Regions from separate parts of the Canis lupus genome. Here region 2 is linked to region 1. A link is a contact called in public Hi-C data. All regions are on one chromosome and are shown on one strand. The core of a region is the stretch at or near the end of the contact, and the rest is flanking DNA. Distances in the headings are between cores, read along the strand shown.

What was found. Hi-C and Micro-C count contacts between places; a contact is called where the count stands out from the background.
Region 2: a Hi-C map of blood shows a contact between it and region 1, with 2.1 times the contacts expected there. The contact joins the promoter of CDK20 here to the promoter of SPIN1 in region 1. A contact is called at or near these places in 2 of 9 Hi-C or Micro-C datasets (both in blood).

What each region holds. Positions count from the first base shown.
Region 1 is chr1:98,142,187-98,149,542 of UU_Cfam_GSD_1.0, forward strand. It overlaps SPIN1 (spindlin-1), which reads right to left and starts at 2,746. Exons shown (of 7, transcript XM_038527329.1): 1 at 2,624-2,746; 2 at 391-511.
Region 2 is chr1:98,336,492-98,343,847 of UU_Cfam_GSD_1.0, forward strand. It overlaps CDK20 (cyclin-dependent kinase 20), which reads left to right and starts at 4,184. Exons shown (of 12, transcript XM_038527341.1): 1 at 4,184-4,345; 2 at 4,691-4,804; 3 at 6,731-6,919; 4 at 7,145-7,266. The coding sequence starts at 4,271.

The DNA.
Region 1 (7,356 bases), core at 1,496-3,995:
TCACTGCGAAAACGCTATTACGTTTCTCCACTTACAACTTCAAATTAATAATTCTCATCTGAAGACTAAAAGCCACATTTGAGATCCTGACCACGAGATGCACAGGCATCACAAAGCACATGAAGGCGTGGGTACCGTTACCTAAGATGCACTCTGAGGACAGCAATGACCAACGTTTCAGCGTTACCTGGATTTCATGGGCGCTGAAACAAAACAAAACAAAGAGATCTGCAGCCAACTATGGAAACAGCACAATATTTCTCAGAGCCCTTAATGGAGGCGGTAAACTCCGACCCCAAGGGAGGACAGAACACAGCACTATTTCCCAAACTGAGGTGACCAAGGAACCCTTTGTTTCTCCAGCAGCATCTAAGACTAGTTCCGCACTACCTTCAGCAGCACCGCTTCAGATATTCCAAAACTAAGTCGGTACTGTTACTGTAGTCTGGATTGGGAACCGGAAGTACTGTGGAAGCACTACTAGCCAAATTCCTGGGATCAGCCAAAGTTTCTGGAAAAAAAAAAAACAAAAAACCTGTAGGTCAAATGTAAAGAAATGACTAGAAGGCCTTTGCTTGCCTTAGCCATTTCACAGCATCTTAACGTCTACTCGCTACTCTAAAAGAAAAATAAATTCTGTCTTCCCACAAAAAACTAATACCTACTATCCATAAATTTGTGACATATACCAAGTGTGCGACGTTTACTCGCTATTCTCCAGTCTAACAAGGACCGTTCCGCGAATTCCCGGCGGTTACAACTTGGGGTGTGTGCCCACCACGCCAGGCTGGGGCAAGGCCCCGGGGCAGCCGCCCCTTCCCTCTGACCCCGCCTGCACGGTCAGCACCCGGAGGGCCCTGCCGAACCCAGCCCGCCCTGGAAACACCCCCAAGCGCACGCGGGATTCTCGTCTCCTAACAAAAGCTGTGCCCTCTCCCTCCAGCTCTTCGGCCTGCAGGGCTCCTTCCAGAAGATTCCAGCAGAAGAAAGTTACAGGTGTCGGCCCACGGCGGCCCACGGCGGCGCGCGTCCCGCGCTGCCCCCCGAGGTGCCCGCCACCGCGGCCCCGGCGAGCACGGACACCCCCGTGCACCCGGCCCCGGCCCCGGGCCCGGCCCCATCGCACGCAGCCGCCGCGCCAACAGCCTCGGGGCGCCCACCTCCCGGCCGCGGCCACCGCCGCCCCCGAAACCGGCTCCGGGCAGGCGCGCGAGCCCACCCCGGGCACTGCGCAAGCTTCCGCGTCGTGCGGCTCATCCCCGCGCCCCGGGCGCAGCGCGCTCAAGGTCACCCGGGATGCGGGGGCGCGCGGGCGAGGGGCAGACCCCAGCGAGGGCCGGGGCCGGGGGCGCGGGGCGGGGGCGACCCGGACCCGCGGGAGGGACGGAGGCGGGAGGAGAACGGCCGCCCCGCCCCGCCCCTCCCCCCCGCCCCGCCTCCGCCCGGGGGTCCCGTCCCCCGCCCCGCCCGGCGGGTTATGCAACGCTCCCGCGCCCCGCCCCCGCCGCCCCCCGCCCCCGCCCCCGCCCCGCCGCCCAGGCCTGCGGAACAAAGCGCGGGGCCCGCGGCCCGGCGGGCAGGGCGGCCGCCATGTTGGCGGGGGCGGCGAACAAAGGCGCGCGGCCCGAGCCCGAGGCCCCCCGCCCCGCGGCCCGGCCGGCAGGGGGCGCTGTGCCGGCGCCGCCCGCGCCCGGACAATGCGCCGCGGCCCGGCCGCCGCTCCCCCGCGCCCCGCCGCCCCGCCGCGCGCCCCGCCCGCGCCCCCTCCCCGCCCCGAGCGGCGCCCGCTCCCCCGCGGCCCGCGGGTCTCACCTGCCGGCCGCCTAGGCCGCCGTCCTCAGCCCGCGGGCCCCGCCGTCCCGCGCCGCACTCCCGCCCCGGCCCGACCGAGCCAGACGGCGCCGCCCCGCCCCCGCTCCGCTCCGCGGCCGCCGCCGCCCGCCCCCGGCCGCACGGCGCACGCGCACTGCGCCCGCCGACTGCGCCGGCCGCGCCGCCCGGCCCCGGCCCGACGGGCCGCACTGCGCAGGCGCCGCGGGCGGGGGGCGGGGCCCGCTGGGAGGGCGGGGCCTGGAGCACGGCGGGGCCTGGAGCTCGGCGGGGCGCGGCCCGAGCCCGGACTCGGTCCCGCGACGCTCACCTGGAGGCGGGGCGGGGCCCGGCGAGGCGGCGGGAAGAAGCCTCGGAGCCGGGCTGGCTGGCGGCGGGACGGGCCCTGGCGCGACCCAGCCCGCGGCGACGCAGGTGGGGCGGGACCGGGCGCGACGGGTGCGGGCGTCTGGGTGGAGCCTGGGGGCGGCGGGCGGGGCCCGGGGCTGCGCACCTGGGGGCAGGCACAGCCGGGCGGGGCGGGGCGGGGCCTGGTGGGTGGCCCAGCGGGGAAGGGCGCCCCTCACCTGGGGGCCGGGAGGATGAGGGGGGACCGCGTGGGACCGGGCCTGGCGGTAGGGCGGGGCTTGGAGCTGCTCCCCTGGGGGCCGGGAGGATGGGCGGGGTCGGCGCGGGACAGGGCCTGGCGGGGGGGCGGGGCCTAGCGGTGCTCACCTGGGAGCCGGGAGGAAGGAAGGGGACGGCGCGGCGCGGGACAGGGCCTGGTAGTGGGGCGGGGCCTGGAGCTGCTCACCTGGCGGTCGGAAGGACGAGCGCGGACGGCGCGGGACGGGGCCTGGAGCTGCTCACCTGGCGGCCGGGCGGGACAGAGCAGGGCGGACCCGGCGCGGGCCCGGCCAGGTGGCGGCGTGGGAGGCTGGGGCGGGGCCGAGGGGCGGGGCCTGGCGCGCATCTCACCTGCCGGCGCCGGGGGCGACTGGGCGGGGCGGACCGCAGGTGCGCGCGGGAAGGGGCGGTGTTGGGGCGCCGGAAGTCAGGCATCCTGGGAAGTTTCGTTTTCGCTCGGTGGGAGGACGCTTGCTGGTGGAGCCGCCCTGCTCATTCTTGGGTTTAAGCCGCCAGACGTCGTGCCCGCGCGCCGCCGGGGGATGAGGCCGGGTACGGCGGTAGGGGCGCCCGCGGGCGGAGTCGTGGCCGCCTGGACGCAGTCCGCACGCCGGGCAGGCCGCCAGCCGCCAGCCGCCAGCCGCCAGCCTCCTGCGCGCGGACCCGCCGCCGCACTGCGCCGCCGCCCCGCTCGCGGGTCGGTGTGGACCCGGGCCTCGCCCACCCCTCTGCCCTGCGGGGCGGGGCGGGGGCGGGGGCTGGGGCTGGGAAAGGGGCTGTCTGCAGACCCGGGCCCCCACCCGAGCCTCCCTCACCCACCCCCCTGCCCCGCGGAGCAGGGGAGGGGATCTCTGCAGACCCGCGGACCCGGGCCTCGCCCACCTACCTGTGACCTTGAGAGCCTGGCCCCCACCACACATGGGGGAAGCCGACCAGCTCCTCTCTGAGATCGGGAGCCAGGCATTCCCACGGTCCTTCGTGAACTCGTTTGACTCGTTTGACCCAAAATGCCCCTTGAGTATTTTGTGAGTTGTTTGCGGGAGGAAGGGGAGAGAGGAAGGCAGTGAGAACAGTTTTGACGTCTGCTGTGTTGAGTGCAGGACCTGTAGGCTGAATCCTGAGTCTAAACCCCAGCCCCCCACCCCCCGCACCCCTGGCTGGAGCTCTGCGCGCTCCGCCCCCCTGCACCAGCCTGGTGTCCAGCAGGTCACCGAGCAGAGGTCGTTCCTCGAGTGCAATCGACCTCTCAGAAAAACGCCTCCGCGGTGTTATCGGGTCAGATGACAGGACTTTGGAGAGCGCACTAGGCTCTGGCGCCGCACGACTGCTAGTTAGCAATGCTCTGCAGGATTTTACTGGCACCTTGTCCTCTTCTCCCAAATGAGATTGATACGTGCCTGCTCCAGCAATTAAAGCTCGTCTCAGGTGACACACTTGGCAAGACCTGGGAGTTCACAGGCCAAGTAGAGAGCCAATTTAGACACGGACAGAGAAGCGAGTCACTACTTAGCAGTGAGGAAGCATTGGAAAATTGTTGCATCCGTTGTGTTTAATGTTGAAGGCGGCAGACGGCAGTGGAGCCGATCGGGGAGCAGAAGGGATAGGAAGGAGGCAGGTGCCAGGGAGTCTGCTGGTAGGAGGCTTCAGCGTTGTCTGTCCCCTGGATTTCTCCACCTTGCCACTGTTGACATTTGAGGCTGAGTGATTCTTTTTTAAAGGAAGGTGTTTGGCAGCATCCTTGGCCTCTATCCACTAGATGCCAGTAGCACACACCCTCCCCAACATTATGACGACCAAAATTGTCGCCAGACAAAGCCACATGCATTTCCCATCCTCTCCCTCTTGGAGAACCTCTGTTTTAAATTTTGCCCATAGTAACGATCACTGGGAGCTAACAACAATGCACTGGCGGGGGAGGTGAGCCAACACCCTAAGTCAGAAAGGGCCGCCCTCCCAAGTAGGCAACCACCAGTCCTTCCCCTAGAAGTATCTCCCCTCCCTCCCCTCAAAAGCTTTGCTCCTTACCGTGCTGAATGTCAGAAATGGGCATCTACATCACCAATGTAAATCTGCCAAAAAAATTCTTAAATGAATCTGTTGGGAGAGGAGGCATGGAGGAGGGGGGAGGGGAATCAGACAAATCCAGATTGAGAGACATTGTGCGAAACAGTTCCACTGGACTTTTCAAAAACTCAGTATCAAAAAAATACACAGAAAAGCTAGGGAATCAGGCCAGACATAGAAAACCACAACCAAATCTATTACATGACCCTTGATCTTACACCACTTTGAAGGAAAGAAGCTGTAAAAGATTTGGGGGACAGTTGGAATATTTTGTATGTGGAATGCATTTCAGAGAGAGTACTGCTGAGTGATCATTGAATGTTTCAATGTGATGACATCTATTTATGAGAATACTCTCGTTCTTAGGACATGTGTCCTGAGTTGTTGTTTGTTGTTGTTGTTTTAAGTTTTATTTATTCATGAGAAACAGAGAGAGGCAGAGACAAAAGGAGAAACAGGTTCCATGCAGGGCATCCAATGCGATACTCCATCCTGGGACCGCAGGATCATGACCTGAGCCAAAGGCAGATGTTCAACTGCTGAGCCACCCAAGCATCCCTTGTCCTGAGTTATTTAAAGTGAAGAGTCCTAGTGGCTACAACGTATCTCAAATGGTTCAGAAACAGATGTATTTTATACAGAGATAAAGCAAATATAACAAAATGTTACCAATCAGTACATTTAAATGATGGGGATATGTGTGTTCATTGTCCCATTCAGCTTTTCTGGAAAACTGAAATTTTCCAAAATAAATTGGAAGAGTGAACCCCAGTTATGTCTTGAATTTCTAGGATGCTAGGTCAGCAGTCCCTGCCCTCTTCCAACTTGCCACGCATTTCCAGAAACTGAAATATATAGTGTCTTTACAGTTTCACAACCACACTTGATTTCTGGAGACTAGGTTGGAGGAGCCTGTGTATATTTTTTCCTACTGCAGGAAATTTATTGCCAGTAAGCAAATAGGCATGTTAACAGTTCCAACCTCTCCTAGATCTATGTCTCTGCCTCTGTCTCTCTCTTTTTTTCTTAAGATTGTATTTGTTTGATAAAAAGATTGAGCGAGCTTGGGAGAGAGTCTTAAGCAGGCCCCATGCCCATTGCAGACCCCCAGCACAGGCTCAATCCCACAACGCTGAGCATGACCTGAGCCAAAACCAAGAGTCAGATGCTTAACCAACTGAGCCACCTAGGCGCCCCTAGGGCCATGTCTCTTCTTGCTGGGTCCCTGGGTTCCTACTTGGAGAGATGAAATTTCTGCCTGGAGATGTGTGGTATGGAGGTAGGATGAGCTGGACCCACAGTGAACTGACCTTGATATGTTAGATGAAAACTAACCTTCAGAAGCCTTTTCAAGTTAGTTATACTTATAAAATAATCCAGTTATTCAACACAGCAGAAAGTATTCAATATGCATCATACACACCACGCACGAGGATAATTCTTTGTATTAGCTTCTCCTCTAGGTGGATGAGTTTGATGGGGGTACCAGTCTTCTTGTAGGTAAGGATCCTCTTTCCCTGTTGGCTACCTGGGTCATCCTCCAATTGGCCCAACAGCCTATTCCTCCCCACCCCCCACCCCAGGTAGTGGGGGCAAAGGCTGTTGAGCTGGGCACACTCAGGCTTTTTTAGTCTCTAATATGTTGGTCCTTTCAATTGGAGCTCAGGCTGGCCCTTCCCCTCCTGCCTGTGGTCCAGATTTATGGCTATGTTAATTAGGCAGCCCTAGCACGGGAATCCTGATAAGACAGTGGCCGTACTGGACAGAGGCATCTGTTGTCTGCTGGTCCTGATAAGGCACCAGGGCTAAATCTCTAACTGAAAGGCACCCTGATACACACTCTGCAGAAGGATGTGTGAGGTCTAGGGCTGCCATGCAGTGCAAAGGAGACCAGAGCTTGTTTGCCAGGTCAGCAGTGGGACCAGAAAAAGGGAGAGTGGTAAGGAGAGCACAGGAAGGGGCAAGGTCAGCCCTGCCTGGAACTTCTCCAGGTATTGACCCCACTCAGGGCTCCCGGAGGCCGGAGTGGGTGGGGATGCATTCTCCAAGCTGCTTCTCACCCTCCTATCACCTCATCTCTTGTAAGACCCTTTCTTACCATTCTCTGCTGTATCTGCAGACTAGAGCAGAGCGAGGGGTTCACTGAAGGTCCTGCACACCATCTGTGGTCTACAGATGGCTTCCCCAGGTTTGCTTCACCACTTGAGTACAGATGTTATACTTCGAGGGGAAGTCATCCTCCAGGGAAGAACTCCGGTTCATGGGAGATGCTAATGCAGGCTCTGGAGGGCCACACAGTCCCAGGCCTAGACCCTGGCTGCTTACCCCTCTCCCCATACCCAGTGCTCTCCAGGGTCCACCTCAACTGTCCACTGTGAGTGGGGGGGCCTCAGACCTGGTAGATCCCACACTGAAGCTTCTTCCTGGTGGAGTGGGAGGGAGCCAGCCTGTTATAATCCTCTTTCTCCTGGCAGCAGTGGGTCAGGAAGGGCCAGGAGGACCACATTCCTCTCAGGAATCCTTTCTCCCAGAAGGCACTCTCTCCAAAGGCAATTCTGATTTTAATAACTTGCTCCTGGAACTTCAGCAAAGTCACAAATTAGAGCGCCCTGCCCCTCCAGTTTTCTCTCAAACAACAGAAACCATCACGGCACTGCCCCATGAAGAAGTGAGCCAGAAGAGCCTTTCCACTCCCTGCAATTGTCAAAAGCACCCTAGGGAACACAGATGCAGCATTAGCCTCTGAAGGAGGCACGTCTATAGCCACAAGGCGTTTACACTACACTTCGTGAAGGGAACATCTCCTGGTGCTACGGAAATGCTGCCTGAAAGAATGACTCTGGTAGAGACTGCAGG
Region 2 (7,356 bases), core at 2,934-5,433, 200 kb after region 1:
GCAGTCACTCCCCATTCCTGTCTTCTCCCAACTCTGGACAACCACTAATCTACTTTCTATCTCTTATGAATTTGCCTAGTCTGACATTTCACATTAAAAAGAAAATCATATGGTATGTGACATTTGCATCTGACTTCTTTCACTTAGCATGTTTTCAAGGTTCATCCATATCATTACATCAGGGCCTCATTCCCTTTTTATGGATAAATGATATAAATGAGATATCACAGAGACTAGAGATGTGCTCTGGGAGCGCTGGGTGGGCAATGTAACATTTCTCTATGGATGCTTTCCAGTGTTTTTCTTTTCCCTTTAGTGTCCAAAAATTTGATTATGATGCTTCTGGGCATGGATTTCTTTGAATTTATTCTGGTTGGGCTCACTCGGCTTCTTAGATCTGTACATTATCTTTTCCCCAAAATTTGCGAAGCCTTCTGTCATTATTTATTGTAATTTTTTTCAGCCCTGTGCTCTTTCTCCTCCTAAAAGTTAGAAGCACTATTATTGTCTTACAGCTCCCTCATACTCAATTCATAGATTTTTAATTAAAAAGTTTTCATTGTGGAGAAAAAAACAAATACACAATTTACCATCTGGATGATTTCTTTTCTTTCTTTCTTTCTTTCTTTTTTTTTTTTTTTTTTTTTTGAACCATTTTTAAGTGTAGAATTCGGTAGTGTTAAGTGTATTTATATCATTAGGAATCAATGTCCAGAACTTTTCATTTGGCAAAATTGAAACTCTATACCCATTAAACAATAACTGCCTATTTCCCATCCCACTCCCTCCCAGCTCCTGGCACTGACCATTCCACTTTCTATAGCTAAGATTTTGACTATTCTAGGTGGAATCCACAGTATTTGTCTTTTTGTGACTGGCTTATTTCACTTAGCATACTGTCCTCAAGGTTTAGCCATGCTGTAACATGTGTCAGAATTTCCTTCTTTTTAAAGGACAAATAATATTCTACTGTACATATATAGCACATTTTAAAATCCATTCGTCTGTTCATGGACACTTGGGTTGCTTCCTCCTCTTGGTCATTGTGAATAATGCTGATATAAAAATAGATGTACAAATATCTCTTCAAGATCTCACTTTCATTCTTTGGGATATATACCCAAAAGTAGAATTGCTAGATCATATGGCAATTCTACTTTTAATCTTTTGAGGAACCACCAAGCTATTTTCCACAGTGGGCACACCATTTTACATTCTTTTGTGTCTAGCTTCTTTGTTCCACATTGGGTTTGTGATTCATTCATGTTGTTGCCAGGGGTGATGCTTTGTTTATTCTCATTACTGTGTAGTACTCCATTTGTCAAATATTTCACAATTTATTTATCCATTCTACTGTAGACATTTGGGTTGTTTCCAGGTTTGGGCTATTAAAGACTGCTACTATGGATCTGTGCTGTATGTCTATAGTGAACATACATATGTACTTCAGCCAAGTTAAATTCCTAGGAGTAGAATTACTAGATTATTTATATGTATGTGCATTCTCTCTCTCATCTATCTATAAATATGTAAAATCTCCACATGATTTTGAAAAGATAATATCAAACAGTTTTCAAAGTGGTTGTATGAACTTGCTCTCCTATCAGCAGCATATAAGAATTCTGGCTACTTTACATCTTTGCCAGCATTTGGTATTGTCTATCTTTTTAATTTAAATGATTCTGGTGGTTACAGTAAAATTATGATTTTCTTTTTAAGATTTTATTTATTTATTTTAGAGAGAGGGCCTGAGTAGGGGTAGGGAGAGGGGCAAGCAGACTCACTGCTGAGTACAGAGCCCAATGTTGGGCTCAATCCCATGTCCTGAGCTGAAATTAAGGGCCAGATGCTCTACCAACTGGGCCACCCATGTGCCCCAGTAAAATTAATGGTTTTAATTTGAAATTTCCTGATGACTAGTGAAGTTAGTACAGACCTTGTCAAACATATATTGGCTATATGGGTATTGCCTTTTGTGAAGTGCCTACTGCAGGTTTTGCCCATTTTTCCAGTAAGGTTGTCTGCTTCTTTATAAGTTCTAGATAGGAGCCTTAGTATAATAAATATATTATATATGTATGTATTTTAGTATCTTCTCCCTTTCTGTGGCTTTCCTTTTCATTCTCTAGTGGTGTCTTTTGAAGAACAGATGTTCTTACTCTTGGTAAAGTCCAATTTCTCATTTTATGTGCTTTCAATTTCCCTTTTAGTACTTTCTATAACCTCTTTAAGAAAAATCTTACCTAACTCAAAGTCATAAAGATATTGGGTTTTTTTCTAAAACTTCATTGCTTACCTTCCATACTTAGTTTTTCAGTCCATCTGGAATCAGTTATTGTGTGTGTTGTGAGGTTTGGGTCAATACACATTTTTTTCCTAATACAACTTTTCAAATGACTATTTTTTGAAGACCATTCTTTTCCCATGGCACATTGTATTTATCCTCACCATTTGTAATAGCTATAAAGCCTTCCATTCTAAGGTACTCCCATAACTTATCTACCCATTCTTCCATGGGATTTTTGGGTTATTTTCTGACCTCTGCTATCATCAAACAGGGTAAACATCTTTGTATGGATATCAAGGCATTCTTCTGCAATTTTTAAAACAAAAGTGGAACTTCTGAGCCAGAAAATATTTACTTTTTGGGTTTTTGCTGTTGTTTTTAAATATTTTATTTATTTATTCATGAGAGACACACACACAAAGAGAGAGGCAGAGACATAGCAGGCTCCATGGAAGGAGCCAGATGTGGGACTGAATCCTGGGACTCCAGGATCATGCTCTGGGCTGAAGGCAGATACTCAACTGCTGAGCCACCCAGGCATCTCAATATTTGTCTTTTTGAAAAAATGATAAATGACATGGTTCAAAAATCAGAGAATGCAAAAGGGCCAGTGAAAAATTTACCTCCTACCCTGTACCCAATCCTTCTAGGCCCTCCACCAGGTGATTGCAATCATGAAATCTGGAGTATCGTTGCAGATACCCTGTAATGGATGAATAGGCATTATTTAGACTTTTTCTTCTTTTCTTTACACAAGTAGGGGCACACCGTATGCTCTGTTCTGCATCTTGCCTTTTTAACTAAACAATATATCTTAGAAGTCTTATTACTGCACATAAAAAAAGCATCCTCATTAATTTTTAAAGCCATATATTCCATTGGATGGGTATACCACCATTTAGGCAGTCTTCTGCTGATGGACATCTGTGGTGTTTCCAATTTTTTGCCTTCCACACAAGGCTGCAATAAGTAACTTTGCGTATGTCATCTCAGGTGTGTGCAGTGTATCTGTTGGGGGATTTCTACAAGTAGACTTGCTGAGTCCAAGGGGATATGCATCTGTAACTTGATCAGCATTTCCAAGTCACACTCCTCTACCAGCAATGTATAAAAGCTCATATGTTTTCCCATAGCCTGGTTAATAGACTTGGAGCTAGGATCTTTAGTCATTTGTTAGGTGGAAAATTGGAGATTATGTTGCATTTATGTTGTGTGTGAGATTGAGCATCTTTTCAGGGGTTTAAGACCAACTTGTGTTTTTTGTCAACATCCTTCGATGATATGCACTTCCTTAGAATCACTCATGCAAATTCCTCCAAATGTTTCCTCATGAGAAGCCTTAGACATGGGACTTTCAGGTCAGAGTTCGAACTTTTTAAAAGATGTCTCTACGTGTGGCCAACTAACCTTCCAGAAGGGAGGTCCCACTAACGCTTCTTTCACAACATGGCCCTGGACTGGGCTCCCAGCATCACTGGCTGCAGAGTGTCCTTGGAACTGGCAAGGCCAGCTCCGGGTGGAGAGCCTCGCCTGCAGTGCAGAGCTGGCCCCGCCTCTCCGGGAGGCTCCGCCCCGTCGCCAGGAGGCCCCGCCCCAGAGGTGCAGCCCCGCCCACTTACGATGCCCTCCTATTGCGATCGCGCGGCCCCGCCCCGCACAACTGGCCGCGAAGCCCCGCCCCGGGCTGCGCGGCCCCGCCCCCGCTGCGTGTCCCGCGCCGCTGGTCACGTGACGTCTGGGAGGTGCGAGGAGGGGCCCCCGGGCGCCATTGCTCCTCCGCGCCCGCGCCGGCGCCCTCCGCGCACGAAGGCTGCCCCCGAGTGAAGTGCGCCGCGGCCTGGCCTGGGCGGGGGGGCCCGCGAAGGCGCCAACGAGGCCCGGCCGCTGCCCCCAGCTGCTGTCTGCTCCCCGGCCGGGCGCCGGGAGGCAGCCCGTTGCTAGGCAGCCGCGTGGCCGGCGGGGCGGGGCCTGCGGGCCGCGGGCATGGACCAGTACTGCATCCTGGGCCGCATCGGGGAGGGCGCGCACGGCGTCGTCTTCAAGGCCAAGCACGTGGAGGTGAGCTGGGCCGCTTCCGGCAGCTGCCGGCCCGGAGAGCCCGCCCCGCCCCCGCTTTCCGGGCCAGCGTCTGCCCCGCTTCGGGCTCTGCGCCCACCACTTGGCCCCTTGAGTGGGGGCCGGCCCGGGCGCCGTCGGCCGCCCAGCCACCCACCAGGGCCCCGGGGAGTCCAAGCCTCGGAGCTGTTAGCGCTGCGCTGCCATCAGCTGGGGCCCGGGCTGGACCTCGCGTCCCTCCCGGACCGGGTGGGGGCGTTTCCCACCCCCGCGACGGCGCCCGCCCCGTCGGCGCACCCGCTTCTCCAGCCGGGGATGGACTGCGGTGTCCCGTTCTGTCCCGCACAGACCGGGGAGATCGTGGCCCTCAAGAAGGTGGCCCTGCGGCGGCTGGAGGATGGCATCCCCAACCAGGCCCTGCGGGAGATCAAGGCGCTTCAGGAGATCGAGGACAATCAGCACGTGAGTGGCGCTGGGCTCCGGCCCTGGGCCCTGGGCTGCGAAGGGCTCCGCCTGCGCCGCTGCCTCCCTCCCTGTCTTGTCCACCTCATCCCCCCACTTAATGTCATTCCCCGTTCATTTCTTTAGTCACTGACTTCTTTATATAAAACATTTGGTAATTTGTAATGATAATAACAGCCTCTGTTGAGCTTCTGTTCTGCAGGCTGGGTTACCTGTGTTAGGTTGGGTGTCATTCTGAGCTCTCTGCTCTCCGAAAGGCCCATCTCAGGATCTCGCATTCTCAGGCCAGGGGAGGAGGCTCATCCACCTGTTGTGGACGCGCAGCGGTCCGTGGAGGCTTTGGCCCGGTTCTGCTGGAGGAGTCCAGGTGTTCTAGCCTGGGGTCCGCCCATAGGCCCTACCTCGTGCTGGGCATGGGTCCCCTTTGGGCTCCTGGGGGAGATGCACAGCGATGGCAGGGCCCATGTGGCCTCGTTGTGCTGTGATGGGGCTGGAGGCACTGTGGGCACGGGGGAGGGACTCATACACCCCCAACCTCATTACTCTTCCTGGGGCTTTTTCTTTTTCCTGGGGAGTGACAACCCTGTCCTGCTCCTACTTGTTTGTTATTCTCTGGAGATGTCCATGATGTATGTATCATATATGACAAAAACATGTTGTAAAACTTTTTATAAAACACATCTAAAAGTATGTCCTTCTAGTTTTGTATAAAAATGTGTATATAGATCTGAATAGGTGTTCGTATCTGCTGTATCTGTTGTGAAGTGGGATAGAAAGTACTTGTAAGGTGGATTGTAGGCGATAGGATTTTTCTGGCTTTTTTTTTTTCTTTATAATTTATTATCTGGATGTATGTGTGCAATCTGCGGAATGATTGTGTGCTACTTTCAAAGCGTGACAACCAGCAGTAAGGCTATTTGCATTTTCTTGAGGAAAGTTCCAGGGCTTGTAGACCACACATGTGGGAGGGGTGGAGGGTCTGTCAGAAGGCTGGTGACATGGGCTCCTAGCTTGCATCAGCAGCCCTGCAGTTTCTACCGTAAAACTGCCCACAGTTGAGCCCCGGTCACCAGAGCTGCCTCCTCACTGTGCCACCCTCCCCACTGTCAGTGTTGGTGGAATCCATCCCTGCATGAAAAGAGAACCCCAGCCCCTCTTTTCATTCATTCCACATAACTTGTGGAATGTCTCCTGTGATGAGCACCGTCCGGGCCACAGCACAGAGCAGAGCAGATGTCCTTCCCCTAAAGGATCGTACATGTTCTTGTCCCTCCAGCCTCCTGTTCCCACCTCAGGCTTTGTGCTTGTCTCTCTTGCCTCTGCTCTGACCTTCTATTCAGGGTCTATTCTGACCCTTCTATGCTCTCTCTGCCCTCAGAACCAGGATAGACTGGGTGGGGAGGGGAAGGCACTTTGCTTGCTTACGTGTCATCTATCTGTGTCCCTGTGCTGTGAGCTCCTTCTGGCCCTCAGGACCTGCCAGGCCTGGCTCCTACTCCCCGCTGTGCCACCTGGTCCCTGCCACCCGTGGGCCCTCGGGATGTTTATGGGATGTGGCTCTTGGATGGCCCTAGGTAGAGGAAACCGCAGGAGCCCTGTTCCGTGCGTGTGTGTGTGTGTGTGTGTGTGTCTGTGCATATGCGTGTTTTAGAGAGACAGACACCCTGGGTGATTTTCCAGTTCCTGGCCTGGGGAGCACCGGACACTGCCCTGGTGCCCTTCCTACAGCCTCCTCCTCTGAATGAGTGCAGCATTGGGTGGGGACCTGCTTTCTCTCCAGAGAGGGGAGCACCTAGGGAGCCCTGAACTCCCTTCTGACCTCAGATCTCACATCACTTCACCTGCTGTGTCCTGTGTCAGGGCTGGGGGTCCCCGAGAGGGTCCGGGCCATGTGGGTCCGAGGCTGACAAGATGCCTGGCTTGCAGGTGGTGCAGCTGAAGGCTGTGTTCCCTCACGGCGCGGGCTTTGTGCTGGCCTTCGAGTTCATGCTGTCGGATCTGGCTGAGGTGGTGCGCCACGCCCAGAGGCCACTGGTCCAGGCGCAGGTCAAGAGCTACCTGCAGATGCTGCTCAAGGGTGTCGCATTCTGTCATGCCAACAACATCGTGCATCGGGTCAGTCTCCGTGCCTGCTGCGGTGGGACCTGCAGGCCCAGCCCTTGAAGAAGACATGGTTGGAGGGGGTTGGGGGGACAGGACCTGTGGGTTGGCCACACCACAGAGTAAGTGGTCGTGGAGAGGGTGGGGGCCTGGCTGACCCGTGCTTAGCCTGCCAGGCCCTCCTGCCCCAAGGCCCTCTGGGGGATCTGGAGGAACTGATGCCTCCGTTGGTGTGCTCAGGACCTGAAACCAGCCAACCTGCTCATCAGTGCCTCAGGCCAGCTCAAGATAGCGGACTTCGGCCTGGCCCGGGTCTTTTCCCCAGATGGCAGCCGTCTCTACACGCACCAGGTGGCCACCAGGTAGGGAGGGCTGATTCCCAGGCAGGACGTGGCAATGGACGGGCCCCGGCCTCCTCACTGGAGATGAGAGGCTTCTGGACCTTCAGTTCA